2 separate regions of the Gossypium hirsutum genome follow, and region 2 is linked to region 1. Evidence: chromatin contacts called from public Hi-C data. All regions are on one chromosome and are shown on one strand. Each heading gives the region's core, a stretch centred on a gene start, on an enhancer-like site or on the middle of the called end of the contact. The rest is flanking DNA. Distances are from core to core; before and after follow the strand shown.

The links. Hi-C and Micro-C count contacts between places; a contact is called where the count stands out from the background.
Region 2: a Hi-C map of leaf shows a contact between it and region 1, with 3 times the contacts expected there. The contact joins the promoter of LOC107952728 here to the promoter of LOC107952721 in region 1. A contact is called at or near these places in 14 of 34 Hi-C or Micro-C datasets (anther, fibers, hypocotyl and 3 more).

The regions. Positions count from the first base shown.
Region 1 is chrA07:41,106,174-41,113,464 of Gossypium_hirsutum_v2.1, forward strand. LOC107952721 (glutathionyl-hydroquinone reductase YqjG) reads left to right here and starts at 3,373. Exons shown (of 4, transcript XM_016887883.2): 1 at 3,373-4,213; 2 at 4,327-4,576; 3 at 5,001-5,185; 4 at 7,116-7,291. The coding sequence starts at 3,432. The coding sequence ends at 7,137. It overlaps LOC121203930 (small nucleolar RNA snoR137), which reads right to left and starts at 2,710; the gene lies at 2,568-2,710. It overlaps LOC107952720, which reads right to left and starts at 56. Exons shown (of 10, transcript XM_016887880.2): 1 at 1-56. It also overlaps the pseudogene LOC107952723.
Region 2 is chrA07:41,296,521-41,303,811 of Gossypium_hirsutum_v2.1, forward strand. It overlaps LOC107952728 (pre-mRNA-processing factor 39), which reads left to right and starts at 3,371. Exons shown (of 18, transcript XM_041118079.1): 1 at 3,371-3,629; 2 at 4,054-4,475; 3 at 4,869-4,978; 4 at 5,573-5,802; 5 at 6,379-6,546; 6 at 7,263-7,291. The coding sequence starts at 4,094.

The DNA.
Region 1 (7,291 bases), core at 2,123-4,622:
TGGGGGACAAGTGGTCGGCACCACTTTATAATATTAAATATATATTTTTTAGTGATGATATATTGATGGCTGGCACCCACTTTATCTATCAGATAAAAAAATTCAAAAAAAAAATTTGAGTTAGGGGTACTAGATGGGGAAAAAAATCTGGTGATCAGCAATGGTTGAGAGTGAAACTTGCGGTGGTGGGATAGTTGGGGTTCAAATAGGGGTTTTATAATTGGGGACCATTAGGGGTGAGGAGAAGGAAAAAGGAAAGAGGAAAAAAGAAAAAAATACCTGAGAGCACCGTGACTCATGCCTGTTGGTTACGTCAGTGCAGGCCTGAAGCCGGCCACCAAAAGACCGGAGCCCCATTGACAGGGCTGACGCTGGCCATCTCATGCATGGCTTGACACAGCAAGCCTGCCTAGTCCTTACAGCGGCCATCTCAATGCCACTCTAGGCCAGCGTCACATGGCTAGCTGGGCATTTAGTATCCCTAACCGAATTTTTTTTTTGATAAAGTGGATGTCGGCCATCAATGTACTAGCATCAATTTTTTTAAAAATATTATAAAATGGCGTCAACCATTTATCCCTTCAACCAAATTTTTTTCAAATACTGATATAAATGTATACCAATATGATATTGTTTAAAAAAACCCCAAGTGCCAGTCATTAAGTCTCCCCAACCTCAAAAATTAATTTTTTTTTATGCCTGACACAATCATCAAGCAATGGTTGAGTCTAAAATCAAGGTAGTGCTGGCCATTAAATCCCCTCAACCACATTTTACTGTTCATTTTAAGTCATTTCGATAATTATTTTTGAACCTAAGTCATTTTTATAATTATTTATATTATTTGGGTCATTTTGATAAAATAACCTTTAAATTGAGGGCCGCAACATATATGGACTTGCTACTGTTACCAGTCGGGTCTTTGTCGCAAGGATCGGGTGTTACGTTTGTCCGCTCCGAGGAGGCCTCACAAAACGAGCCTTTGAGAAGGCTCCTTACTCGACTGCAAGCAAACCCACCTCTCATTTCTAGGTAGCATACCTCAAAACTTCATTTCTCTTAAAAACGGGCTTTATTTTTTCTAATCAAAATCAATTATTACAAACATTAACTCAAATTTTCAAATCCTCAATTTTAACAGCACAATCAAAACCTAAAAAGCATCAGGCGATATTTATATTATATCACAAACTTTTATTGGGTGCCATTTTTTAAAGAAAATAATAATAATAATAACAACGTGAATAATTGTAATCTTTAATATTGATTTAAATGTATCAATTCATTATTTTATATATGGATGATATTAACAATTTATGAAAATTAAATCAAAAAAAAATTCAATTTTTAAAATTGTACAAATAAAAAATTCATAACATTTAACATTAGATCATGTACAATATCAAGATTTATCCTCAGTAACATCCTGATCCAGGATGTTATTAAAGTTATTGTTTCACAGTCGGCAACAATAAGCACATCAATTTGCATGTATTCAAGGTCTGGCTGTTTGGTAGATTCTATTGAATATTTCCCTGGGAATGTGAAGAAGCTGGTAATGTGTTATAACTGAAGTTCGATGAGCTTCCTATAGGGTATCATGCAGTCACAATGGGTGAGTTCTTTTTACCATGGACTGCAACAAGATCAACGTGGCTAGATATCATTGAGAGGGATCAGTCGCCTTGCTTACGCTTAAAAACATAAATAAAGCATGTACAGAAAATAATTAAAAATGAGTTTTTAGACAACTAGATATAAGAAAATAAGTTTACAGGGTCACTACCGTTTCGCCAAAACCTCTCAGAAACATGTTATAAGTAATAGAAAGATGACATTAAAACTACAATGTCAAACAAAAACCGTGAAAATCTTTCAAACAATAGCATTGGCAGCACTTGCAATTCTAGGCCACAGATCAGCACATTCCTTTCCAATGGGGCCAGTGATAGCAGATCCTGAAAACACCAAATCAATGTGCACCAGTAAGTTCCAAATACCAATCCAACAAAGTAACACTTTCTGCCACTTAGCTACAGATGAATAGCGTAACAAGCCAACAAAAGACAACTGATTTTTCTTAAGTATTGCACTAACCTATGTTTCTTCCCACTATCAATATTGGACACACGCCTTTATACATCACTCTCAACCACACCCAGATGTAACATAATTTTTACTAAGGGCAGAAATTAGAATAGGCACAAAGGCGTGTTCGTTTCAGAATTATGGTATTACCAATAGCAAAATTTCAGGAATCTTCACTTGATCTCAATTCTAACAAGGCAAGAGCAATAGAACCATAGCAAACAGGAAAAGGAACATTTAAAAAGCGATAAGAACAAGATAAACATCTGAAGTTTAGAGCCCCACAAGTACTCGTTGAAAACTTGTAATTTATAACTAGATATAATGAACACGATGAAGTGAGTTGGTTTACCTTTCATTTCGCCTTTGGGGTTGACAATGACACCAGCATTATCTGTAAACAGATAATAAACCCAAATTACATTTTGAAAGGTAAGGCAAATAAATAATAGTAATATGTAATAAGTAATAACTATATCAAATATACCAGCAGACAGGTAACACAATGCAATAGATAAACAACATCATGCTGTTTAGAACTGGCAAATTCCCATAATTCTATGCTTCTCATTAAGAGTAACCAACGATTGAAACCAGCTACCCCATTATCAAACGAAGCAACAAAGATGAAGAAAAAAAAGGAAGAGACAAGAGGAAATGTTTGGACCTTCGAAGTACATGTAGACGCCATCCTTTCTACGCCAAGGCTTCCGCTGTCGGACGATGACAGCTGGCAACACCTTCTTCCTCAAATCTGGCTTTCCTTTCTTGACGGTAGCCATGACCATGTCGCCGACACAAGCCGATGGAAGCCTGTTGAGACGACCTTTGATTCCTTTCACAGAAATGATGTAGAGGTTCTTCGCTCCCGTGTTGTCTGCGCAGTTCACCGTCGCTGCCACCGGCAAACCCAGTGACATCCTGAACTTGTCCCCGCACTACCTCCCCTTCCTGTTGCAAATGAAAAGAAAAATAAACGTCGAGACCAGCGAGGGTGTTGGTTGGAGAATCGGAAAGTGAGAGAAAATGAAGGAAAAATGTTTACCTCGCTTCGACATTCTTGAACGGCTCTGATCCGCTCCGCCGTTTGCAAATATCTGTTTTCTTGAGAAAGGGCTGCTGCTTCATTATATACGCTGGCCTAGGGCTTTACTTGAGATTTTTGGACTATTTGGCTACACTGATTCAGGTTTTCACTTTCTTAAACCAAAACGCAGCGTTTTATTTAAAGGAGATCGAGCCGAGAATGATATCCTCTCCTCCGTTCTTCCTCTAAAAAGATAATTATAAATAAAAATAAAAATAATGAAAACAGTTGCAGAACTTAATAAAGAAACAAAGCAATGCATTGCATTTCGCTGCCCAGCTCTCACCTGCTGTTGCACTCTCCACCCAAAACTACCTTAAAATTGGCATCCCACGTCAGCCCTAGAATGTTCTTGAACGACAGCGCTACTAATAACAACAGCGGTAGCACAAATGGTTTCAGTCTAATAAAAAACGTCTCCCAGCTGCTCTGGGGCGCATCCCTCCCTCCTGGAATTCTAATCTCAACCGTCCGTACAGCATGGACTTCCACGTGGCAGATCATGATGTCCCAACTGGCTCCCTCCGATCCCTCCGGCGCTTACACCAGGCCTCCCTCAAAATTCCGCCTCAACCCAACCGCCGCAACCACCAAACTTCACCTCTACGTGGGCCTCCCCTGTCCATGGGCCCACCGGACCCTAATCGTCCGTGCCCTCAAGGGCCTCGAAGAAGCCGTCCCCGTCTCCGTCGCAGGCCACGGTCTCGACGGCTCTTGGGAATTCAAAGATGTCCCCGACAAGGACAATGATATCCTGGTTCCTACCATGGATAGGGTAAATAGGTGCCGGAATTTGAAGGAAGTTTATAGGCTAAGAAAAGGCGGGTATGATGGGCGGGCCACGGTGCCAATGCTGTGGGATGTAGAGAAGAAAGAAGTAGTTTGCAATGAGAGCTATGATATTATTGAGTTCTTCAATTCGGGTCTAAACGAGTTGGCCCAGCACCCTGGTTTGGATCTCTCCCCTTTGGAGCTGAAAGAGGAGATTGAAGAGTGGAATCGGGTGATTTACCCCAATGTTAACAATGGAGTTTACAGGTAAAAAGAAATTTTGAAAACTTTGCTTGATAAAATTACTTTTAACGTTTAAAACTTCTATGGTTGCATAAATTACCCTAGTTTGTTTGAGTATGATTTGGATGATGTTGTAGATGTGGATTTGCTCAAAGCCAAGAGGCATATGATGTTGCGGTGAGTGGTTTGTTTAGTACATTGGCTAGGATCGATGATCACTTGGGTAGTTCACGCTACTTGTGTGGAGACAGATTGACTCTTGCGGATATTTGCTTGTTTACTACATTGATTAGGTTTGATCTTGTCTATAATGTTTTGTTCAAATGTACGAAGAAAAAGCTGCTCGAGTATACCAACCTTCACGCTTACATGCGCGATGTTTATCAGGTACCGCATGGTTAAATGTTATGAAATTGTTCAGATCATAGCTGTAAACAATCATATACATATATGTCTAAATTTTCGAACCCACTGCACTTTAACCACTCCAACTAAGCTCAAGCCGCAAGTTAATGTGAAAGAATAAGGTGATTTTAGGTTGCTTGGCAGTTCAAAAAAATCCTCAGTTATGAAATGTAGATCATTTTCATTTCTACTTCTGCTTTAGCTTAACTTGGCCTAGAAGACCTTGTTGTTTCTCCATATTTGGGCAGTGAATTTAGTTGGTAATGCTTGTGTAGAGCATCTTGTATCACTCACTATAAGTCTGTTTAGGGGCGAAGAATAGCATCGATTAGGATTCTGTTTTTGTTAAGGTTTTCTGATTTAAAATCTGCAGTACGTAGAACTGTAATGTTGTGCTTCTTATCAGATTCCGAAGGTAGCCGCCACTTGCAACTTTCTGGAAATTATGGATGGGTATTACCGGATGCTTTTTCCGTTAAACCCCGGCAGCATTCGACCAGTTATGCCCTCAGTGTGTGAGCATGAATTCCTCTGTAGACCCTCCGAGAGGGAAGCAATGTCTTCTGTAGGTAAAAGAGTGCAACATGTTTTGTAAGTACCTCCTTAAGTCTAAACTCTTGTACATCTGTTTAATTTTGGTATATAATGTTAAATTGTTAAAATATATTATTTTATGAAATTATGTTAAATTCTGTCACTGTTCATTTCTTTCTTTTGCATTTTGAAAAGCAGAAAAAAAGGTATAAAAAATGAACTCCTTTTACATGCAAAACTTATTCCTCTTCACATTCCAACTATATATATTTTCATTTACCACCATAAACAATAAGAATACAAACACATGATACATAATACAAATGATGAATAAGACACTAAGAATTGATGCTCAGATGTTATGGCCGCAGAATAATCTTAAAAAAGGTGAAAGATAAAATGGCAATAACCACAACACTGGAAGATTTTAAAAATAAATTAAAGATGCATCACTTTGATCAAACTGTTAAAAAATTATATTGTAGCATTGTTATCATCAAATCAACCTGACGATGATCTCTAATAAACTAAGAAACCACTTCCAAGAGACCTGCCACATTAATGATACAGAAAAAGTTAAGTTATAGGCTATCTCTAATAAACTGTTCATCATCTCGAATTCCAATCTTACATACACTATCACTGTGTTCTATTATAATAAGGCTCTCTAAGAATGATAAACTGTTATAGAATGAGACACTTTTGTAGACAGAAATAATAATATTGTGAATTAAACTTAAAACAAAATAAAATTCAAATAATAATATTAAAGAAATGCAAATATACAAAAAAAAAAAAAAAAGAAGAAGAAGAAAGCACAATATTTTTTATTTTTTTATGAAATAAAGTGGACACATACTTACATTTATATAGACCACCATTTCTAAGTCAGTCTTGTACATGGAATGCATAAGCAAATGATACGTACTTAAATATAAACACGTTTATATATTTTTAAAATGCCTTAAGAAACACTAGAATTTATTCACACCGGGAGGATGAAAATATTTTTTTATAAAATAATTATATTTAAAATTATATAAAAATAATTTCTATTCAAATAATTATTAGTTAAGTTTTTTTTACAATTTTGATTTATTTTTATATCACTTAATGTCACTTTAAAAGAAAAACATAATTTGAAATATTTATTGAAATATTTATTGAAAGAAATTAAAATTGATGAAACTGTGGAGCCATAATGAGGAAAAACTGTACATAACTACTTGTTTTTATTCAAAAAAAAATTGAATTGTTATTTAGGCTCCGTTTGTTTGCTAATAAAATATTTTCTGGAGAATGATTTCTGAAAAATGATTTACTTTTCTGGAAATGATTTACTTTTCTAGTGTTTGGATGAATCTGTGTAAAATATTTTCTGTTGTTTGGCAGATTACCTGAAAATATTTTTTGGAAAAGCTATTTTTACATATATTAATAAATTTATATTTTAAATTATTTTTACATATATTACAATGATTTATTTATAAATAAATAAATTAAATTAAATATATAATAATACTCAATTATTAAGCTAGAATATACATTAGAAAATAAAAAGGAGAATAACAATGCAAAATGTGAAATATTTAAACCTTTGCTATCAAAGCACCAAAAACTATTACTGCACTTCGATGCGTGTCCTGTAAGACAGAGCTTTGAAAATTCCATAAACCATAAATTTACAATCTTGGACTAGCTTTAATTTATGAATTCTGACAAATAGATCCATAATGTCAAATACATGAAGAGAAAAAAAGCATGTATAAATAAGTTTGACATAAGGACAGAACTATCCATTCTTCTTTCAAATCTCTTTAATGAAATATTTACAATACTCTTTTTCTCAATGTCTGTGCGTCTTAATGCATGTTATTTCAAATGTTTGTCATCAGTAACTCAATGCAAGCATTGCTAGCACCAAATAACTTTAAAACTAAAACCAGTCGTTGGCTAGTAACTGAAATAGCCTATGGCCACCATGTAGAACGTGCAATGTCGAACCTTGAGCTGGTCATCAATGCTAAAGGGAAGAGCTGCAAATCATATCTGTTGGGGTGTTAACAGCAAAGGGGGACAGTCCTATACGGAACGACCTTATCAACTGTGCTATAAAGATATAGCTGCGGACAGTGCAGATGGGCCTCCAAAGTTGCATCAACC
Region 2 (7,291 bases), core at 2,121-4,620, 190 kb after region 1:
CAGAGCTTCCCTGGGTATAGGACTTTGATTTTTTCAACCTAAATCATAAATTCAGAAACTAAAGCGTGAAGACTCTGTTTAGTTAAAAGAGTTTTATTTGTCGACTGTAAAAATCCACTTGCAGAAGCAAAAACAATGAGAACAAATTATAGGATTCCTATCGGTAAACCCTAAACTTTTGCTAGACTAAAACGTGCCACCTTAGGGTAGACTAGATTATCTTAAAAAAAATATTATGCTGAATTTTTTAAAATTTAAGGATCCGTGATGATTTTTTTTGTACTTATCGATATATACTATCTTTAAAAAGAGAAAGTGAAAACACGCTTTTTGTCATTGGTTCCTCTTATAAGCATTTTTGTATTTTTTATTTCACTTGTTTAAAGCTTTTTTTATTTTTAATTAATGTTTAATATTAATAAATATATTACTTTCAAGTTTTTTAATTAATAACTCTTTTATTTATAAAATCAAATAATAAATATGTAATCATTTTTTGAAAACTTCAACTAACTCTTTTGATATATATTTTTTATATATAATATTTATATGTCAAATATTTATTTTTTCCACCTATATTGTGAATATGGTGATTTCTAATATGAATTGAAAAATAAATATTCACATATAAAAATTATATTTACTAAAAAAATAATATTTACAATAATTATTTTATTTTATAAATAAAAGAGTTATTAATTAAAAAGATGAATTATAAATACAAAAATTTGAAAGCAATATATTTATTAATTATATACATTAATTAAAAATAAAAAATTGAAATAAAATGAAATAAAAAATACATATTAAATTGGCTTACAAGAAGAAATAAACTTGGAACTCAAAGATAGAAATGCAATTATTTAACCATCTAATCAAAAGAGATAATGTGTTAAAAATATTAATTAAAAAAACTTGAAACAATATGAAAATAAAAAAAAAGTGAAAGAGAAAAATCCAACCTGAGATTTAAGGATAAAAGTACTAACATTTAACTATCTAAGTAAAGAAGCAAAACTACTAGTTTTAGTAAAAATTTATTTTGGTGACGTATTTTTACTTTCTCTCTCTAACATATATCGATAAATATAAAAAAATTAAAATTTAAAAAAATTCAACCCAAATATGATTATTTGAAAGGTGAATGTGAAATATGGGATCCCTAGTAGTTAAATTTAGGTTAAATTACACCAATAGTCACTCAACTTTAGGGTAGCTGACAAAACAGTCACTTAAGTTTCATTTCAATCACTAAACTTTCGAAAAGTTACAAAACAATCACTAACGTTATGAAAAAATGACAAAATAGTCACTGATTAGCATGAGTGTTGATGTGGCAAGTTAACTAGTTGATGTGACCAATTACCTTGCCACTTTGGACGAATAGTCAAAGGGTAAAAGAAAAGAAAAGAAAAGATGATTGGTAAGAATAATATTTCTTCTTTTTCTTCTCATTTTTCTCTTCATCTTCTTCTCCCTCAACCTTTTTCTCTTTATGCTTCTTTTATTTTTTTCTTCTTCTTCTCTCCTTTCTCTTCATCTTCTTTCTCCCACAACATAACAATGGCTACAAATCAAGAGCCACAACAACAGTTGTTGAACAACCCCAAGCCACCCGCATCCCTGAAAAACCATGGGATTACTATGAACCAATGGATGAAGGATAATGACTAGATGAGACCACGAAGGCACTGGAAAATCTCACCCACTTGCCCGACTTTGATTAATGACTGCCTAAAAATGTCCAATTGTTGATGCTCACCAAGAACTAGAGGAAAAGAAGCAGATAAAGAAGAAGATGATGAAGCGGCAGAAGAAGGAGCTACAAATGAAGAAGGAAAAGGTGACAAAGAAGAAGATAGGAATGGGTGTTGAAAGTTAGGTAACTGAGACGATTACATCATCTGTTCCATCAAGCTGGTAGCTTCTTGTCCATGGAAATCAGTAGAACTCTATAGCAACTAAGAGTACTGCCAGTAATCTCTCAGCATATCAGCTATAGGGCTGTGAAGATGTTGGGAATAGTAAAGCTATGGCAATGGCGTTGAATAAGGTGGCCAAAACTGGGTTGTTAAAGAACTAGAAATTGATGTTTGGGTAGTGGGAAAGTTCTGCATAGTTGAAGAACAAGCCTTACAAGTTTAGGAAAATTTAACTTGGCCCTGCTTCCCCTGAATTTCAAAGCAGCTTCATCATAGGCTTTTGCGGCGGCTTCCGCAGTATCAAAGGTGCCTACCAAACTCTTGCTGCTTTGTGAGGATCACGTATTTCGGCTGCCCATTTCCCCGATGGCCTTTGCCTAACCCCCCTATATCTTCTTCTTCTCTCGCCGGTTTAGTCATAGGTGGCTATTATTGCTGTTTCTGCTGCTAGTGCAACAATGCTTGTAGTTTCCTCAACAACTGTTTTTAAAAAGAAAGCTAATCAAATGAGACGTCTACTTTTGAAAGTAAAATATTATTTCTTCTAAGATCAATATGGATTGAGAGGTTGAGTTGCTTAAATTCTAAATGAAGGTGGTAATGCTAGCTCGTTGCAACTTGAGTTGTATAAGCTGACTGATGCAAACTTTATAAACATGCAATATTACATACTAGTTAATATTATTTATTATTTATTATTACTAATAGTAATTAATATTTTACTAAACTAGTGATAATAGGAAAACAATTAAGTCTTTTCTAGATTATGTTATCTTATGTAATCATATGTAAGGAAAAGAAAACAATAGCGGAATCCCCTAGATTTTCACCTAAAGGGAAAAGAGAAAGAAAAGAAAGAGTTCAGGAAGAAGAAAAAAAATGGAGGAAAAATGGTATTTATTGATAGGAATATATATACATAACAAACGTTGTAGCATATAATGAATCGGCATGAGAACTTCTAAAATCAGCAAAACTTCTTTGAACCCTTGGTGCAGTAGACTCAACCAATTGAGCACTAGTCTCATCTCATTCCATTTTCTCTTATTCTTCTTTTTCTCTTCTTCTCCTCTTCTTCTTCTTCGACTGTCCAAGGCTGTTTAGGGTTAAAAGGAACTATTAAATAACAGCTAATCCACCCTTAAATGCCATGTCATTTTTTCGTTACGTCTGTAACGAAAAATAGTTAAAAATACTGTTTTGTTATTTTTTTAAAATTGAATGACTGAAATGAAACTTGAACAATTATTTTATTAATTAACTCAAAGTTGAGTGACTGTAATTTGAGTGACTGTTTATATAATTTATACTTAAATTTATGAATCTGGTTCATAAAATGAAGAAGGCAGGCCCAGTTATGTAGGTTCCTAAATTTCCGCCACCTGGCACCACCAAAGCCCTCCTGAAAAAGGCAACGGCCATCACCCAAAAACAATAAACGGCCCAGATTCACCTCCACCTCCACGTAACCCAAAGAATAAAAACCGCCACGCCCACTTACCCTACCTTTCCTCTCTCCTATTCGTTCTCTTTGCTTCGTTTCTCTCTCTCTCACCAAGAAAAAAGAAAAAAAGAAAAAAAGGAAAAGTGCAAAACTCTTAAAGAACTTTCTAAGAAAACCTCATCTAATTTTACCAACTCAAATCACTCTAAAGTGTTGAATCCAGAACTGGCCTCGCAAAACGACGCCGGCTGCTGCTCCTTCCGGTATGTACCCAGCCTTTTTCCTTTTTCTCCCTGTGTCAATTCCTCCAACTTAGGGTTTTGGTTTGCGGAAACCGTTTCAAGATTGGCTAGGGATTTGTTTTGAAGTTTGGAGTTTTTAGGTTGCACTCTTTTACTTTGTATTGAAGTTTTCTCTGCGATAAACAACTTTATTTTTCCTGCTTATTAGTTCTACTTATAAATTATTTAATTTGGCCGTTCAGTTATTCACCACCATTCTTTAAAAAAAAAATTACGTTTTTTCCCTGTATATTTGTTTGTATGTACGAGTAAGTAAAAAATTAGCAAGTTAGAAGTGAAAACAGGCGTTTAGTTAATTCTTTTATGGAGAAAAGTTTTTGTTAATTTTTGGTTGGTATTGTTTCCCTGTAAAATAATGACTTGAAATTCTTCTCTTGGTTGTTAGTTTGAGTGTGCATACTCCAGGTTTAATTTCCCGACCTCGAATGGGAGATAGTGAAGCAGTAGTTGCCGACTCATCAGCAATGATGGATTATACTTCAGCAGCCTATAATTCTGCTGGTTCTGGCGCTTACTCCTCCCAGGCTACTGGATATCCTACTGCTTCTGGTGGTCATCCAAATTCTGCTGGTCAAGAAGGTCAAAGCAGTGAAATGTATGACGGTAAGCCAGCTGGTGGAGCAACAGATGAGACTGCTGTTGCAGTTGGAAATAGGGCAGCAGATGCATCAAAAGCTGCTGGTTGTAATTATCCTCTAAATGGAAATGTTGTTAATGCAGCAGGAAATGCAACCACAGTTGAGAATGGAAATGCTTTTGATAATTTAGGTGGTGCTTCTGCCGCACCAGAGTTTGTGGATGGTTCTGGTATGTTTTTCTTGGGCATTTTGTCATGTATATCAGTTATGCACAAAGGCACTAAGAAGTGGGCTTGGTAATGATTTTAATATTTTGATTTATTTTTCTGCTATTTGTATCTCAAGTTAACAAGCCTACTGTATGCCATAATGACTTGAAACTCCGTTAGCATAGAAACAGCCTTTTTCTCTTGGCACTCTGCCATTAAGCTTTGTTCCTGATCAACGTGATGTGGTTGATTGTTCTTTATTGTTCTTTCGACATCTGCAGTCTACACTTAGTTTTGATTAAAAGCATCTTATTCAACATTTTACCTTCCCCTTTTATTATTGTTATTATAGTGTTTAAGTTTTAGAAAATGTGAAACTCAATTGTTTCTTTATTTTTATTTTTGACATCTAGCACCAACCATTTCTGCTGAAGAAGAACGTTTATGGAGTATTTTGAGAGCCAATTCATTGGATTTTAATGCTTGGACTGCATTGATAGAGGAAACAGAGAAGGTTGCAGAGGTATGTGAGCATGAAAATTTGTTGCATGGGAACAATTTCACAGACTTGTTATCTTTTACATGTTGGAAATTTCGTGAGCTAGTTATCTGTTTCATGGGTTTAAATTGCATCTGTGCATGTGTTTTAAGCCACGGACATAATGGATTCTTATCATGGTTAATTATGTTATTGGTGGCAGAGAGAGCAAAAATTGCAGAATAGCAATCGTGATGCCATATCACATGTGCTATTTAAATCAGTGATATGTTGCCTAGCTAATATCTAATTTTTTTTCCTTCTTTATTTTTGTATAGTTTAGTGGAGACTATGTAGTTGAAAAGAGGCTCCATATGCTTAAAATGAATATTATTTGGGGAGGGACTGGTGGTTCACCTTAATAATTTTGTGAAAATTAACAAAAGTCGCATGTAATTTTGTTGAACATTTTTTAGTGGGGTGAGGCAAGATCACCGCCCATCTTTCAGTTAATTTTGTCTTTTCTAGGGGGTTTTTGCGTTGATTTGAATTCCTAGGTTATGAACTTATCCTCATTAATTTTCTATCTAAGTTTGCGTATCTTGTCTGCCAATTGAGTTTTCATCTGTCCATATGCAGAACAATATACTGAAAATTCGGAAGGTTTATGATGCTTTCTTGGCTGAGTTTCCTTTGTGTTATGGTTATTGGAAAAAGTATGCGGATCATGAAGCACGCATAGGCTCCATGGACAAAGTTGTGGAGGTCTATGAAAGAGCAGTTCAGGGAGTGACATATTCTGTGGATATCTGGGTGCTATATTGTGCTTTTGCCATTGAAACATATGGAGATCCAGAGACCATCCGAAGGTAAAAACTGCTAATCTACCCATTCTTCTTCCTGGTTTGCAGTAGGAGACCATGCTTGTATGCTTTTCTCAGTTATGTAAATCTGATGATTGTTGTTGCTTTCAAATTTTATTCTGGTATGCCTTCAACAGCAATTCCTTACATTCATGGCAGAGAGGTTTGATAGGGATATAATTTAGTAATTCTTTTTCCCCCCTTCTGTTTATTCCCTTAATTTTGAGGCTAATGTATGGGTGATCGTTGAAACAATTTTAGGTTATTGACCATGTTCCTGAGCTCTTCACACTTCACGTAGTTATCTTTGAGTTATTACTTTAACCTCGATAATTTGAGGTGCATCAATATGCAAAATGCTTTTAGGAAGATATCATCCAGTTAAGAGCTATATGGCCTCAATCGTTGCTCTATTTTAAACATTTGATTTTTACCTGGAAGGTAATGCAGCATATGTACATGTCTAGATTGAATTGTTCCTTCATCTTTAACATTGTTCCCTCTGTCTTCTGTTTGTTGACTTGTCTGCACTGCTGTATGGTTTTTCATGTGTAATAACTATTCTGCTCCATGGTGTTTCAGGCTTTTTGAACGAGGATTAGCATATGTTGGAACTGATTATCTATCTTTCCCTCTTTGGGATAAGTACATTGAATATGAATACATGCACCAGGAGTGGAGTCGCCTTGCTGCTATTTATACTAGAATATTTGAGAACCCTAATCAACAGCTAGATAGGTATTTCAACAGGTAAGCCTATTTTGTGTCTCTTCATATTTAACTGTTCGTGTTATTGGCACAGTTACATTAGTTTACCATGTTCCTTCATTTATCTGAGGTTTTCTAGTGAGATTGGCCAAACTTATGCAATAACCTTGTTATCATGGTTCATTTAGTCGTTATTCTTAAAAAAATTACCTACCAATTTCTGCGAAATTTGTACTTCAATCCATTAAATCCTTTTTTGCCTCTGCATCTTAAGATAAATCTCTTTCCTTCTGGTATCAAAAGTAGATATTAAATGGAGTCTATGGTGCAATATCCTCTATTTACTAATTGAATTTTAAGTAGCAGTGGTTTCCTTTCTTAACTTGTTTTTTCACATTGTATAATCTTAGCAGCAATTGCTCAGGGTTGTTTCAAGGCTACAACATGCTCATCCGAAGCATTGTTTTTTAATTGTTTGAATGTTAATGTTTGGTGACTTTTCTTTTGATTTAAAAGAATGCATATGTAGGCCTGAAGGAGACACTAGAAAATTTGGGACTTTTAACTTGGAGACGAGTTTGAATATTGGGGTGGGGGGTGAGGTTTATGGGGTGGTAGAGGATAGTTCAAAATGCAAATGCATTTTCTCATTAACTTTTAAAATAGTGATTTTATGGATAATTGTGCAGTAGTGCATCATGTTGTTCTGCTTATTATTCCCACAACTTCATTATTCCTTGATGCCTATCGTATTACAGTTTCAAAGAGTTGGCTGGAAGTCGACCTT